Regions from separate parts of the Mus musculus genome. Here region 1 is linked to region 2. The links are chromatin contacts, called in public promoter capture Hi-C maps. All regions are on one chromosome and are shown on one strand. Each heading gives the region's core, a stretch centred on a gene start, on an enhancer-like site or on the middle of the called end of the contact. The rest is flanking DNA. Distances are from core to core; before and after follow the strand shown. Region 1 holds the start of Lbr (lamin B receptor). Region 2 holds the start of Coq8a (coenzyme Q8A).

What was found. Promoter capture Hi-C pulls out the DNA fragments that hold promoters and counts their contacts.
Region 1: a promoter capture Hi-C map of pre-B cells shows a contact between it and region 2, with 4 times the contacts expected there. The contact joins the promoter of Lbr here to the promoter of Coq8a in region 2. A contact is called at or near these places in 2 of 39 promoter capture datasets (erythroid cells and pre-B cells) and 1 of 484 Hi-C or Micro-C datasets (B cells).

Annotation. Positions count from the first base shown.
Region 1 is chr1:181,838,040-181,844,683 of GRCm38.p6, forward strand. Lbr (lamin B receptor) reads right to left here and starts at 4,362. Exons shown (of 14, transcript NM_133815.2): 1 at 4,249-4,362; 2 at 339-517. The coding sequence starts at 503.
Region 2 is chr1:180,192,565-180,199,403 of GRCm38.p6, forward strand. It overlaps Coq8a (coenzyme Q8A), which reads right to left and starts at 3,456. Exons shown (of 15, transcript NM_023341.3): 1 at 3,309-3,456.

The sequences.
Region 1 (6,644 bases), core at 3,112-5,611, 1.6 Mb after region 2:
TAAACGCCCCTAGCCTGTCTCCGGCTAGTACTTGACCACACCACATCATCCACAAGCTTTGGGATGCTGCCCTCCCTACAGTTTCCCATCTGTCCTAGCACTCAGCCCGGAAAAAAGCAGTGCTAACAAAATCCCTAAAAGCCAGGGTCCTTTCTTGTGTAAGAGCACCTCACAGGATGGTCACAGACCCAATGGCATGAGCTTTTGGGATCTGGGCCTATACCTCACTCCCATACTCCCAGAGGCAAGAACAGCATGTGCCCTGGAGCCCCAAGGCAGGAGTCTGGCATGAGCCCCCAGCTCCTCCCACCACTGCAGACGAAGGCAGACATACTCACCTTGATATCACTCTCCTTCAGTTCCAGTTCGGTGCCATCTTTGTATTTTACAGTGTAGAGCTGGGATTTGTTGTCGTGGCTCAGAATCTCTACTTCATAATAAAGGGAGCTCCCAGGCCATCGGCCTCTGACCACTTCACCCTCAACAAACTTCCTACTTGGCATTTTCTAAAATTAGTCTGAAAAATTTTAAGGAAAAAAAGTTAGTCAATAATTATTACTTCTTTTTCTGGACTAGGTTGTTCACGTAAACAACTTTCTAGCTGGTTTTAGCTTTAGGGCCAGAAAGCCAAGGAAGGAGTGTGCAACTCCTTATTCTATAGATGACAGAACTTGAGCTTAAAGTTAACGCTTTGTCAAAGTTCACAAACACAGGGGAGGGAACAGCAGAGCAACACAAAACATTGTGTGAGCTTCACTCTATTTCATCTGGAATCACTCTGTAGGAGACGACTTAGTCACTGCCGTGCAGACAGTGGCACTGAGGATTAAACCCTGACAACGTAACAGGCATCAGACTGGACAACTTAGAATGCTACCCCCTGCAGTAAAATCAGGGCACACCTCAAAAAGGACACTTATTTTTATTTATAGATCTACATGTCATTTTTATAAAAGCTTTAAAATTCATGAAGTTATATTTTTAACAAGTTACCTTACTGGAAAGTAATAAAACCATGAGACAAACTGGGAAAATTAAAAATGTACATTAGTGGGCTGGAGAAATGGCTCAGAGGTTAAGAGCACTGACTGCTCTTCCAAAGGTCCTGAGTTCAAATCCCAGCAACCACATGGTGGCTTCACAACTACTCATAATGATATCTGATGCCCTCTTCTGGTGTGTCTGAAGACAGCTACGGTGAACTTACATAGAATAAATAAATCTTTTTAAAAAATGTACATTAGCATTACTCTAACCTACCAACAAGAAGGACTTCAAATCTATAATGAATAACATATTTGAGGTTTACTTCATAAGGTTTGCATTCTCTGAGTCAAATCCCAAATGCACATCAATTAACTCTGCCAGCCGCCCACCTAAGCTAACGTGTGCACCTCTCCAGCCCACAGCTGACACCTACTCCAACTGTAACATCTTTTACCGCTGTTTCAAAACATGGCCCATGAAACCTTCAATACTTCAAGAAACCACAACTTTCAAGAATTATCATTTACATGAGGTAATATCAAATGATGGCTGTGCTAGGAGCTCTCTGAGGTGTTATTTCTCACTCCGGTGACCAACAGATCCACAGGATAAAAGCCAGTGCTCTGATACCAATGATAAGATAAGCAAGCAGCAGACAGAAAGACTCCTTCACCTGCTGAGCAAGTCTCCATACATCACCCAAGCACACAAAGACACACTCCGGAGGCCAAGAGCTGGTTATGCAACTCTACAGGAACGCTAAAGACTCTTGCAGACTGTGGAATTAAGGAGAAAGTTGCATTACCTACCCCTCCCAAGAAAGTCTTTCTAAATAACATTTCTTCACTGTTAATCCCCTGAAGGAAAAAAAAACAAAAAACAAAAAAAGACTTCCCAAGCTCCATCTGTTTAGACAGACAACAGATGAAAGAAAACGAAAGTGCTTATCTGGTGATAAGAGGTTCATTACTGAGCCTGCCTCAGTCCCCCTAACTTGTGAGATAGCATCTCTGGGATAAGGAGTATGCTTGGGAGCTGTAGGAATGAAGTCAGACTGGCAGAAGCGACCATGAGGGCCCTCGGGAAGCAGGAGAGCACTGGCTCACATCTGCACAAGGAGGAGGGGCACAAAAAAGGAAGGTGACAACAGAAAACTCTGTCCATTTCAACACTCAGTTCCAAGTTGCCCGGGACAAAGAGGAAGGAAATGTGCTGGGCTTCCTTCTCTGAATCCCCACCTCTCTTCCTCCCCAGATCAATTAGGTTCTCCTACTCTTTCCAAAGTTTGAGAAAGCCCACAATGTCTTTCTATATGAAGGTGCCAGTAGGATCTCAAACAACACTTCAAAAACTTGCAATAGGAGCACTTTGTGGCTTGGGGACCGCCTGCATCTTTAAAAGGCCCTGGAACAGATTTATTCTGAACTATCAGAAGCATCCAATCCTTGCCATTCATCCCATCCAGGTACTAACCACGTCTGATCCTGTTTGGCTTCAGAGATCTGATGAAATCCAGAGGATTAGAATGGTATGGCCCTAGACTCACTGCTGTTTCTCTACTGCATCTTGAAGACACCACATTAACTATGAGTCCAACAAAGAACACAAGTCAAAGTTTAAAAAAAAAAAAATTCTATTACTTATTAAATAGTAGGTAATACATAATCAAGGCACCCAGTAGATATTTGAGCCTCAATTTTTCAAAAATATGCCTATAATGTGTAATATAAAATTTGATCCCCAGAAAAAAAGGGAGGAAAAGAACTGAGACTAGCAGGGCATGGTGGCTTTAATCCCATTCTTTGGGAGGCAGAGGAAAACAGACCTCTGTATGTTGAAGGTCTGCCTAGCCTGCACTGTGTTCCAGGACAATAAAGGCTGTGCAGAGATCTTGTCTCAAAAAAACAAACAACAACAACAACACAAACCATGAACTGACACTGATGGTGATATTTTATATAGCATGTGGAGAACGACCTTGTCTTAGGAGACAAAAAAAAAAAAAAAAAAATGGGCTGCCAACAAGATATGAATGCCACTTTGCACAAGATCCACACAGTCAGTGGAAACTACATAACACATCCCAAAATATTGCCCAACAGGAGATAATTATACTGGATAGGACAAGGAGGCTCCAGACTCCCGTGTATTCTTATGCACCCAAGTAACGCATAAGAGACGCACACAGGCTTCCCTAAACAAACAGGTTGTTTGCAAAGAAAAGTCACTCGCTAAACTGTACCCTCAACCACATACCGCAGAAATTCAAGAATCCTCAGGCTTTTTTCCTGTCAACCCAGATTCTTGCTAACCCGAGGGTCATTTGGCACTGAACGCCTCACATATTATGGTACAATATAACACTATGTATCAGTGTGGCCGATTTCTTTCTACGATGCTCCGGTGCGTTACTAAGATCTTTAATCGTTTCCCCCCCTCTCCCAAATTCACTTAATGTGGCAGAAAGAAAAAGCTCAAATGGTGGCTCACAGCTACCCTTTAACACCTGAGCCGGCACAGGCCTGCTAGGCAAAACGCAAACAGGAAGGCGTTCGCAGGGTCTGTGCCCCTTCAGAGCCGTGCAGGAGAAAGCTGGCTGTCCTGGCAGAGTGGCCTTTTCCCTTAATACCCAAAAGCACGCTAATCTTAACAGTCCTTACTCACTCCCGCCCCAACTCCCCAGTCAACGCTCATCATCACCCTCTCTGTCCGTATTAGGTCCTCCATCCCGCGCTTCTCTGTAGCCCCATCTTCTAACCCTCAGAGCAGCTGCTACTTTGTAGCCCCAGATCTAGTCCTGCTCCTGCACCTGAGCCACGGCCCTAGCACACCAAGTGCGCTACACAGGGCGGGCGGGCGCAACGCCAGGCCAGCCCGCCATCGCCGAAGTGCCCCGGAGCAGGCCCTCCGCACCCCAGCGCGCACTGAGTGGCCCTCGAAGCTGCTGGAGGCGCGAGGTCCGCTGTCACCGCGCAGAAGCACTCAGGAGGCCCGGATAGGCGGGACGGCGCCCTGGCAGGAGCCAGAGGCGGTTAACCCCTCCTCCGAAGGCCGCCCGCTTTCCGAGGGCCGGGAAGCCGCGGCGAGCACAGCCCAGCCCGGCCCGGCCGGGGCACCCAACGCGCGCGTCCGAGACGGGGATCGGGGGTTGTCCGCCATCCGAAACCCGCGCTCGACTTCCGGCCCGCGCGGCCCCAGCCTCGCCGGCCGCCCCGGGGAACCCGCTCTCCACACGCGGCGGAGTCCCGCGCCGACGCTCACCTGGCCGCGCTCCGGCGGGAACTCCAGCCACTCCAGGACAGTCACCAGCAGCCAGCGGCGACTCCGCGCGCGACACAGCCGGCCGCGCTCTCGCGCCCCCGAGGTCCCGCCCCTAGCGAGGCTGCCCTGAGCTCCCCATTGGTCCCTCGACCTTTTGAATCATCGCCGGCGCTGGCGATTGGTCGAGGGCCAGTGGCGCGTCCAGCCCGCCCGCTCGTGAGCGTCCGGCGTCCCCACCCGGTTTATCTCCGCAGCCCAGGCACCAAGCCGCGCTTTGGCTCGCGCCCTCCTGCGGAGCGATCTAGGCCGGCGGTCTGGGAGGAGGGTGAAGCTCGCGCGACGCCAGGCAAAAGCGTCCGCTGCTGTCACCCGGCTCTCGGTCCGTGTGTAACCTCGGGAGCCAGCGGGCCGCGCGCTTAGTCCGGCCACGGCCGAAGCCCGCGGGCTTCGCGTCCCGCCTGGACCCGACCCCAGCAGGCCCAGGCCGGAGCCCCCAAACTCCCCCCCCCCCTTACACTTGCCACCACTGGTTGTTTCCTTCCTCTCGGGTTGAGAGTTCAAAGCAGTTCGTTAAAGCTCCCTACTTCGCCGTGCTGTTTTTAAAGGTATTTCCAACATCCCTTATTAAATACATCTGAGTGTCTTCCTGCCTCGGAAGCACTGTGGGTTCAGATGCAAGGCTGAAATAAGTCTTTTCATCCGCAGCGTGGCTTCAGGTGCACAGCGCTGTCACCTTCTCAGCTACAAACGAGTGAGTAAGTGCGTGCCTCGGAGCCCTTCCTAAGAAAGAGTGCTCACCACGATTTGATTTGTCATTGCCGTTGGGGTTGCCCTGGGTGGAAATCTAAACCACAGATGTGTGCATCAAGAAACCTCTAAACGTAAAGTTTGGCAAATCCCTTAAGCTTCAGCTCTTAAAGACGAATCCTACTCCGAGTCCTGCGGCAAATAACACAGGAAAACACCATGGGAAGGATGTCGTTTGAGATAAATTCTACTAATACCAAAGACATCCTTCACTCCTCAAACCCAGAGCCAAGGTTCCGTTGGGTTCCCTCCACAGGACATATAAGCATTTTCACTTACAAAATAAAAGACCAGAGGCGGGGAAACCTTGTAAACTTTGGTTTATAGTTTCTTCAAAAGGACCAGGCCAGTGAGGCTGGAGAGCCAGCTCAGATGATAAAGAACCCTGCCTTGAAAGAATAAGAACTTTGTGAGCACTTGAGACCCTCAGCACTAAAATTAAAACAAGAGGAAGGTGCTCTCAAAAGGCTGTAACTATAATGAAGGGGACAGAGGTAGCTGGGGACAAACAGATCTCCCTGGACTCAGTTGGTAACAGCTAGGATTTTGTGAGACACCCTGTCTCAAAGAGCAAGATGTTGCGCAGTTGGAGAAAGACAACTTACACTAACCTTTGGCCTTCATGTATACACTTGCACACACACACACACACACAAATAAGCCTGTATACGAATTCAACATCATACCTTATATTCACTAAAGATGTTTGTGTGTGCAAGGCATGGGTACATACAGAACTCATTCCTGCTTTTCCTTAACATTTAACTTTAAATTTTTTAATTTTATTAATAAGTTAGAAGAGGTAAGGACATGGATCCGGACCTACTAATTAATTGTGAAAATTAGATGCAGCTGTTCATTGGGAAACGCAGCTGGCAATAATTCCTTATAACATTCTCTTATTTCAGATTCACGAAATTGCCATTTGTAATCAGTACATTCAGGTAGATGAAATGTTTGTTTGTTTTTTTAACCACATGTATATCAGTAAGTTCTTAATGGATTTTGGGTCTTTCTCTATCTAAATCTCATGGTTGCATAATTTGCAATTAGATGTGAGTTGTAGCCTCACTGCAGCCTGTTTAAACTACCAAGTTCATCTTTTTCTTTAAAAGCTAGAGGTGGAGCATAAACCCTTTACCCTTGGCCAGCCACACCCCAGCCCCTGGTAAATCAATCCTAAAGATCCCTTTCTCTGACTGTTAGCTAAGAAGTAAGCCTAAAAATATGTTTGGATGCTCTCAGAGTCCAGAAATACTTCTCTGCAGAAAAATATCCCAACTTCAGCAGGACACGGGACAGCCATGCAGAAACCCTGGCCTGCTGGAATCTGAACAGATGTGGTGGTCTCTGGACCTCCCCAGGCTTGCTCTTTATCTACCCCACCTCACCAGCTCTCCAGAAGTCTCCACAGACTGGCCGGCCCTTCCTTTGACACTCTAGAATGTTCCTCTCTTTTCCAGAGTGCAGCATCCCAGGAAAACTTCACAAAGTACTTGCCACACACAGGGCTCTGTGCCACAGGCATCCATACTCATAGAGCATAGGAAATACGTTTTATACACTTTGTATCTGTGCCCATTAAGTTC
Region 2 (6,839 bases), core at 2,206-4,705:
GGACCTACTCCCTCTGTAACAACCCCATTGCTCCTTCTACTCTAGAACATGAGTGATGAGATATGAACCTTCAAATCTTGGTCCCTCATCTCAGACCCTCTCTCCCAGGCCTTTCTTGTGCATGTCCTCTTTTAGATAAGCCCTTCCTCTCAATCCCTCAATTCATGCCCAGCCTCCCTGCACCAAACACAGGGAAGCACCTGCAGACTCTGTTCTCCTAGGAAGAGAGCACACACACCCGCACACCCCGCTGCCCCTCTGTGACATCGGAAGGGCAAGCCAGTGGGACTCCTCAACCGACCTCCACCTCAACTGCACTTCCTGTCGGCCTCACACATTCCCACAACTCTCCCCTCAACTTCCTTCATCAAAATCTCTTCACCCGTTCCACAGTCTGCAGCTGAGCAGCTCACACAGGTCCTGGCCCTCCTGCTTCCCCACTCTGTACTGTCTGCTGGGCTGCTTCCTTCTGTCCTTGAGCTATTCAAGGCTTCCCCATGCTCAAGGCAGGTAGACTCTCTGATCCGAGTGGCCCACATCTGCACTGCACACCCATCCCAGGCCTACAGGCAGCCCCAAGGCACACACGGGAACTCTGAAGGCTGATGAAACTACTCTAACTTTGACTGTGCTTGTGGTTAATGATTTTTTTTCAATTGTGTGGAATATGGGTGTACTTAGTGCATGCAAATTTTATCTTAATAAAAAAGGATAGAATAAAATAGTTCCAAAGCCACTCAGCCCCATTATGTCTGATACTAACATCGTCACCTTCCCCCAAGTTAGTTCCTTCTCTTATGACCTCTATTTCCAGTACTGACACCATTACACAACTTCTTCACCATCTAGAACTCTGACCCACATATCCTACCTGTATATATTCAGTCCACACGCTGAGTTCTATGGTCCCTCTGATTCTACTACCTGTGACTCAGGTCACCCTGTCCTTAAAGGCTGCCCCTCCCACCCCTTCACGCCCATTCCCATCATACAACCAACTAGAGAAGAAGCAGGATCTTTGAGCGCCCCCGCCACTACCTCCTTTCTCACTGGCTCTCCCCAGTTCTTGACTGTTAACAGGAATGTTAGAACTATTCCCAGTTGCCAAGCCAAAACAACACTTATAATATTCCTGTCTAATTTTGCACACGGCTCTGGTTTCGACTGGCAAAGAGAATGACTCAGGGTCCGTGGCTCTTAACGGAAAATTATCCTGCCAAGCTGTGAGCCTCCCAATAATAAACCTCTCTTAAGAAGGAAGTGACTTCCCTTCCAGGTCTTTTTCTGTGGGTAACAAAGGGCACCCCAAAACCCCTACTTGGAATGCTCCTCCTTCCCCAGCTGCAGAATCCTGGCACATTCCCACAAAAATACAAATTCACTGCAAAGGCTTCGGATATTTTTCTTTTCCAGTGCATCATCTTTCATCTTCTCCGAACAGCCATCATTTTAGGACTTAATACTAAATTCTAGGTTCCACAGAAAGCAAAATGTAGACCCAAAAGCAAAGCCTCTCACTCTACACAAAAGAAGAACTGGACCATGGTTTCTGGTGCTAATCAACAACAAATGCATTCTGCAAACTGCGTGTGTGCAGACACTGCACGGAAACACCTGCATGTGTGTGCATGTATACGTGTGGTGTGCAGCCAGACACTCCCTGCAGACACAGGCATGCTCTCCTTCCACATTACAACACACGCACATGGCTAAGCAAACTGCGTGGATAAGAACAGTGCGCCCTCAGAAAGTCTCTTAGCCAGCATTTAGCGCCCACTTGTTTGCTCACCGTTGAAGAACCATCCTATGGTGGTTCCCTGTGCTAACCCGCCAAGGCTCCCAATGTTCCTAGGGGCAGAAACTACCAGTTTTCCACATCTTCATAATTTGTGCCTACTTAGTCACATTCATCAGGCACAAAGGCCCAGGGTTTCAGCCGCCAAGTCTCCCTCAGAATGTTTCACCCCTACCACCCAGTGCACTCAGGGTTTCACCTTTAAAGCCCCCACCGAATGCCTTCCACCATTTGTTTACAGCAGTGACTGTAACACTGTCTTAAACTTCCCAACTACTTGTGGGCAAGTTGCACAGAGGTCCTGGCAGCATGGGGTGACCCTGTCTAGAGTCCTGCCTGCATAGTTCTCAACCAAATTTGCTCTTGGGGGTATTTTGCAATGTCAGGGGACATTTTCAGTTGTCACAATTGGTGGGATTGGGTGGCCGTGGGGGTGTCACTATTTGTCTAGTAGTACAAGCCAGGGATTCAGCTACACACCCTGCATAAGATAAGCAGGCACAGTAAACAAGATTAGGTCCAACATGTTAATAGTCTGGAGTTGGGAAGTTCTGTCTCAGGTGGTTCATTAGCTCAGAGAATGCACAGATTGCCTGCCTCGCTTTTGCTTTGTGTCACCTGGTCCACAAGTGGTCACAATTCAGCTGTCTTCATTATTCACAAGGCTAAATATAGCATCCAAAGCTACCCTCGGAGTCGTACAGACACTGCTCTTGTAAGCCAACAAACCCCTCTAGCCTCTTCTCAGAAGTGCCTTCCTCACTCCAAATGTTTCCCAACAACCTCCCTGCCAGCATGGCCGCCAGCCACAGCACAACTGGATGTCTGTCATGATCACTAGTCCAAATCCTCCGGCAAGAAGGTTGGCCTGACACACCCCAGCTCCAGAGTCCCGTTCCACAGACACCAAGTCCAAGTGAGCCTAAATCAATTTTCTACAGTGCTGCAAGCCCAACCCAGATTGGATGTCTGCACACAGCCTCTGCCCCTTCAGGCTGCCTAGCCAATGAAGGGTCCCAGAACCCAGACCCGCCCCTACAGCGTTCTCCCTCTGTCCCCTCACACTCTGAAGGTGGCTTGGTTGAGTTATGTGACAGCTTCTGTGCAAGAGAGTGCAGGAGCTGTCAAAACTGGTAGTGTGGCCATCAGTGTCTGGGAAAAACAAGAGGACGGACCAAAAAGAAACGAAGAAAAAGGAACAAGGAAGGGACTTCTTCCCAGACTTCACCCCAGCCGTGAAACCCAACAGCTGGCTCGGGCTTAGAAGTTGTAGTTCTGACACAAACTGCAGCCAGAGCACACAGTTCGAGGGTCTGAGAGTTCAGAACATTATTGGGAGAAAGGCAGCCACGTGCGTGGACGACGCAGAGGCCACAAGCAACCCTCTGCTCGCTGAGCCAGACCCGGGTCGGGAAAGGGCTGCACCGTACGCAGGCCGCACTGTCACTTGAAAGTATAAGAAGGGACCCCGGGGTGCTGAGGTTAGCAGCGGGCCGGCAGGCGACAGCCTTACCGGGCTGCAGGAAGGTAGCTCCTCCGTCCGCAACGCAACGCCTCCGCGCGCTCGCCCCGCTGCGAGCGCTCCGCACACTCTCCGCTTCTGTTTACCTTCTAGCCCGGGTGCGCACGCCGCGCTCCGCTTGCCCCGCCTCCGAGCCCTCCCATTGGCTGAGCCGCTGTTTGTTAGCTGCCCCGATGCCACAGGACGCAGTGGGAGCGTGCTTACCGCGTGCGCAGCTCACAGCCAATAGGGACTGAGGGTGGAATAAAAGCAACCAATGAGAGGCCGCCCTTGAAGGCCGCGGTCCCTAATCTGCCTGTTAGCTGTCTTTTCTCCCGGGCAGGGAAAAAAGCCTGCAGTTGTTCTGCGCCTGCGTTCTGAAGATTGACAAGCGTTCACCTGGCAGCCACGTGAGGGTCGCCTGGGTACCGACGCTAGCTCAGCTTCCTAGGGGTCGGGCCGGGAAGACCTCAGAAGTTTTGATGGGACCACAGAGGAACCCCCCAGGCCCCCGCCCCAGGACCTAGACTAGGCCCGGGTTGGTTTTTTGGTTTGGTTTGGTTTGGTTTGGTTTTTTGCCATGTGATGAGGCTTCTGCCTGGGTTCCTCCAAAAGCACTTGGCCTAGGGAAGTGTTATGGCGCTGACACCAAAGTTCTATACCCTTCAGCTCTGTATTTAGACTAATTGTGCTTGCTTATTATGAGCGCCAATAAAAAAACAATCCTTTTCCAAGGTGAAAAACAGCCCTGAGGAGTGCACTCAACACACACAACATTGACCCACAACATCCCTAAGGGACTGCTGACCCAGAAAAGATAGGGTTGCGACAGGTCCATGCCACCTTTGTACCAAATGGGAGAAAATACCTAGCCTTGGGGCCTTTCCAAGATGCTTCCGTGCCAGCTCAGCCCTTTCGCCCAGCAATGCTAGGCCAGCTTCCCTCTAACGAACCTAAGACAATCGCTCGCTTCTCCCATGGTTTATTTTCCGTTTTTCGACAGATTGATATGATTTGGACCATGTTTCAAACAAAACAAAACAAAAACTCTGAAAGTATTCTCTATGCTTACTGTCTCCACTTCTTTTTCCATCCTTCTCCACAAAATCAATCTAATAAGGCTTCGATAGTTCGGATCTTGAATATTTTTTCCTCAAAGACCACTTTGGTCCCAAAGGGAAGTAGGCATAGGGAGGCTGTCAAACATTTAGGAAGTATGGCCTGATGAAAGAAAGTCACATCACTGAGGTTGTGACTTTATAGGGAATATTAGGACCTGGGAGCCTTCTCTGCTCCCATGAGAAGCCAACAGCTACCATGAGGTGAGCAGCTCTGCCCACTACACCATCCTACCATGACTTGCTGCTTCATGAGAGACCCCAAAGTCACAGCCCAATGGACCAAGGCCTAAATAAATCTTTCCTATTTCTAAGTTGGTTATCTTGAGTATTTTGCTGCATTATAGAAAGCTAAGGCTTTTCTGTTTAAAATACAGGCTTTAAGCATGCAGATTGCTAGTCTGATCAAAACTGAGATGGGCTCTGCCATTATTTCTTGAGTCTCTCTGCCCAGGCTTATTTCTCCAAGACTCCCACTGTCTGTACTCCTATCCTTGGTGTTAGTCCCTGGGGTTGACGCTCTATTCATTTTCCTTCTTTTCCAAGCTGGGATAATGTCCATGGACTTATTTCCAGGGGTGGTCTTTCCCCAGCCTGCTCGGCTCCACAGGTAAACTAGTCACTTCACTCACCGTGGGTTTCAACCCCAACACATCTTATTATTCTTATTGTTTCCTTGTGTCTCTATTTTGGGGCACATCATTCTCCTACTTTTGTCTTGGTTTATTTTTTAGACATGCTTCCGATCAGTTCTTTGAATGTTTTTGAAATAGATGATCTAAGGGTTTTGCCTAGATAGTTAGCCCAGGATCTTTTTTTATTTCCTCTGTGTTTATTACTGTAGCTCTGTGTGTCTTGTACTGCTGTTAAAATCTGGCTATCTTAACACAACATGGCATCTTTGGAAATCAGATTCTCCCCAGGAGCCCTTATAATTGTTGTTTAGTAACTTTTCAAAACTAATATGGGAAGTCTGTGGGGTGTGTGTGTGTGTGTGTGTGTGTGTGTGTGTATTATGTGTGTGACTATTAACACATCTACTTGGCTTACTGATCAGGTAAGAGGATGGACACAGATTTTCCTAAATGCCTGGAACCAGCAAGTTACCTGCCTCATACCACTGGTTGCTTGTTGGGGCCTGCCTTCAACACTCAGCCAAAAGGTTGACAACTCTACCTTAACCTAAACTTCCTGCTTGCACAATCTCTGGGGCACTCAGAGGTGAAGGCTAAGGGCCTCCGCCAGTTCTTCCTGACCGTAGCATGGCCCAAGCACAAGCATATGTGGACATGTCAGTCACTTCAAGATTTTGATTAGTCTGTGTTTACCCAAACTACGGAAGACAGCTGAGCTACACAGTTAAAGATGGTTAAGGCTTAAGTAAAAATGAGGACTCTTTAAGGGGGCCCTCCTTTTACCCCCAGGTCGTCAAAGGATGGCAGTTTTGTAAGGAGAAGGCTTCATATTCCCAGCTTCGTTTTGCTCCCTGAGGTGGTAGCCTGGATGCCCCAGGGATGCAGGTTGTTGTTTTCAAGACCTCCATGCAGCTGGTGTGAGTAAGGGGCTAAGAATAGAGCAAGCTGAAAACTCTAGTTTGCTACAAACATTCTGTGAGTTGCCAAAGTTTGAAGAAGAAGAAGGAGGAGAAGGAGGAGAAGGAGAAGAAGGAGAAGAAGAAGAGGAGGAGGAGGAGGAGGAGGAGGAGGAGGAGGAGGAGGAGGAGGAGGAGAAGAAGAAGAAGAAGAAGAAGAAGAAGAAGAAGAAGAAGAAGAAGAAGAAGAAGAAGAAGAAGAAGAAGAAGAAGAAGAAGAAAAGATTCAGTTTTCGCCAGCTTCTCTGTTATCTCTGTGGAGGACAGACATTCCATGCCTTCGCCATTTTCCACCTCCTTAGTAGAGTTCTTTGGCTTAACCCTTGAATATCATCCACCTTGACACTCATCCCCTGCCCTTTGGCTGTCAAACTATTGAAACGATAAACCTCAAGAAGCTGAAATTTCCCCCAGGAGTCTATGCTGGGTGAGGGAAAAGGATGAAGCCTGTTGCCAGCCAGAGGGAGAGTTTGTCTCCTGGAAGACACACAGTTCTGACAGTGCAGTTCCACTGTCTTAGTTCCATGCAGAAGAGGCTGGAACTAAGACAGTGAAGAACAGGACCACACTTGACAGGAGAGCTTAGTTCTGCACAGCTAGGCATTCTATTCAAACCTAAACCTCATGTCAGGAACCTGAAGACTGACTGGGGGTGGGACTGGACCATACCCTTGAGACCACACTGAATACATCTTTTCTGCTTTGCACTAGATGTTTAATTAGCCTGTTGACTAAGACTAGCTTGTTAAGGTTGCCCAGCCCAGGCTCTGACCCCAACAACTCAACACTTCTAAGAACCAGTCATATCTTCCACTGCTGAGACCCGAAACCTTG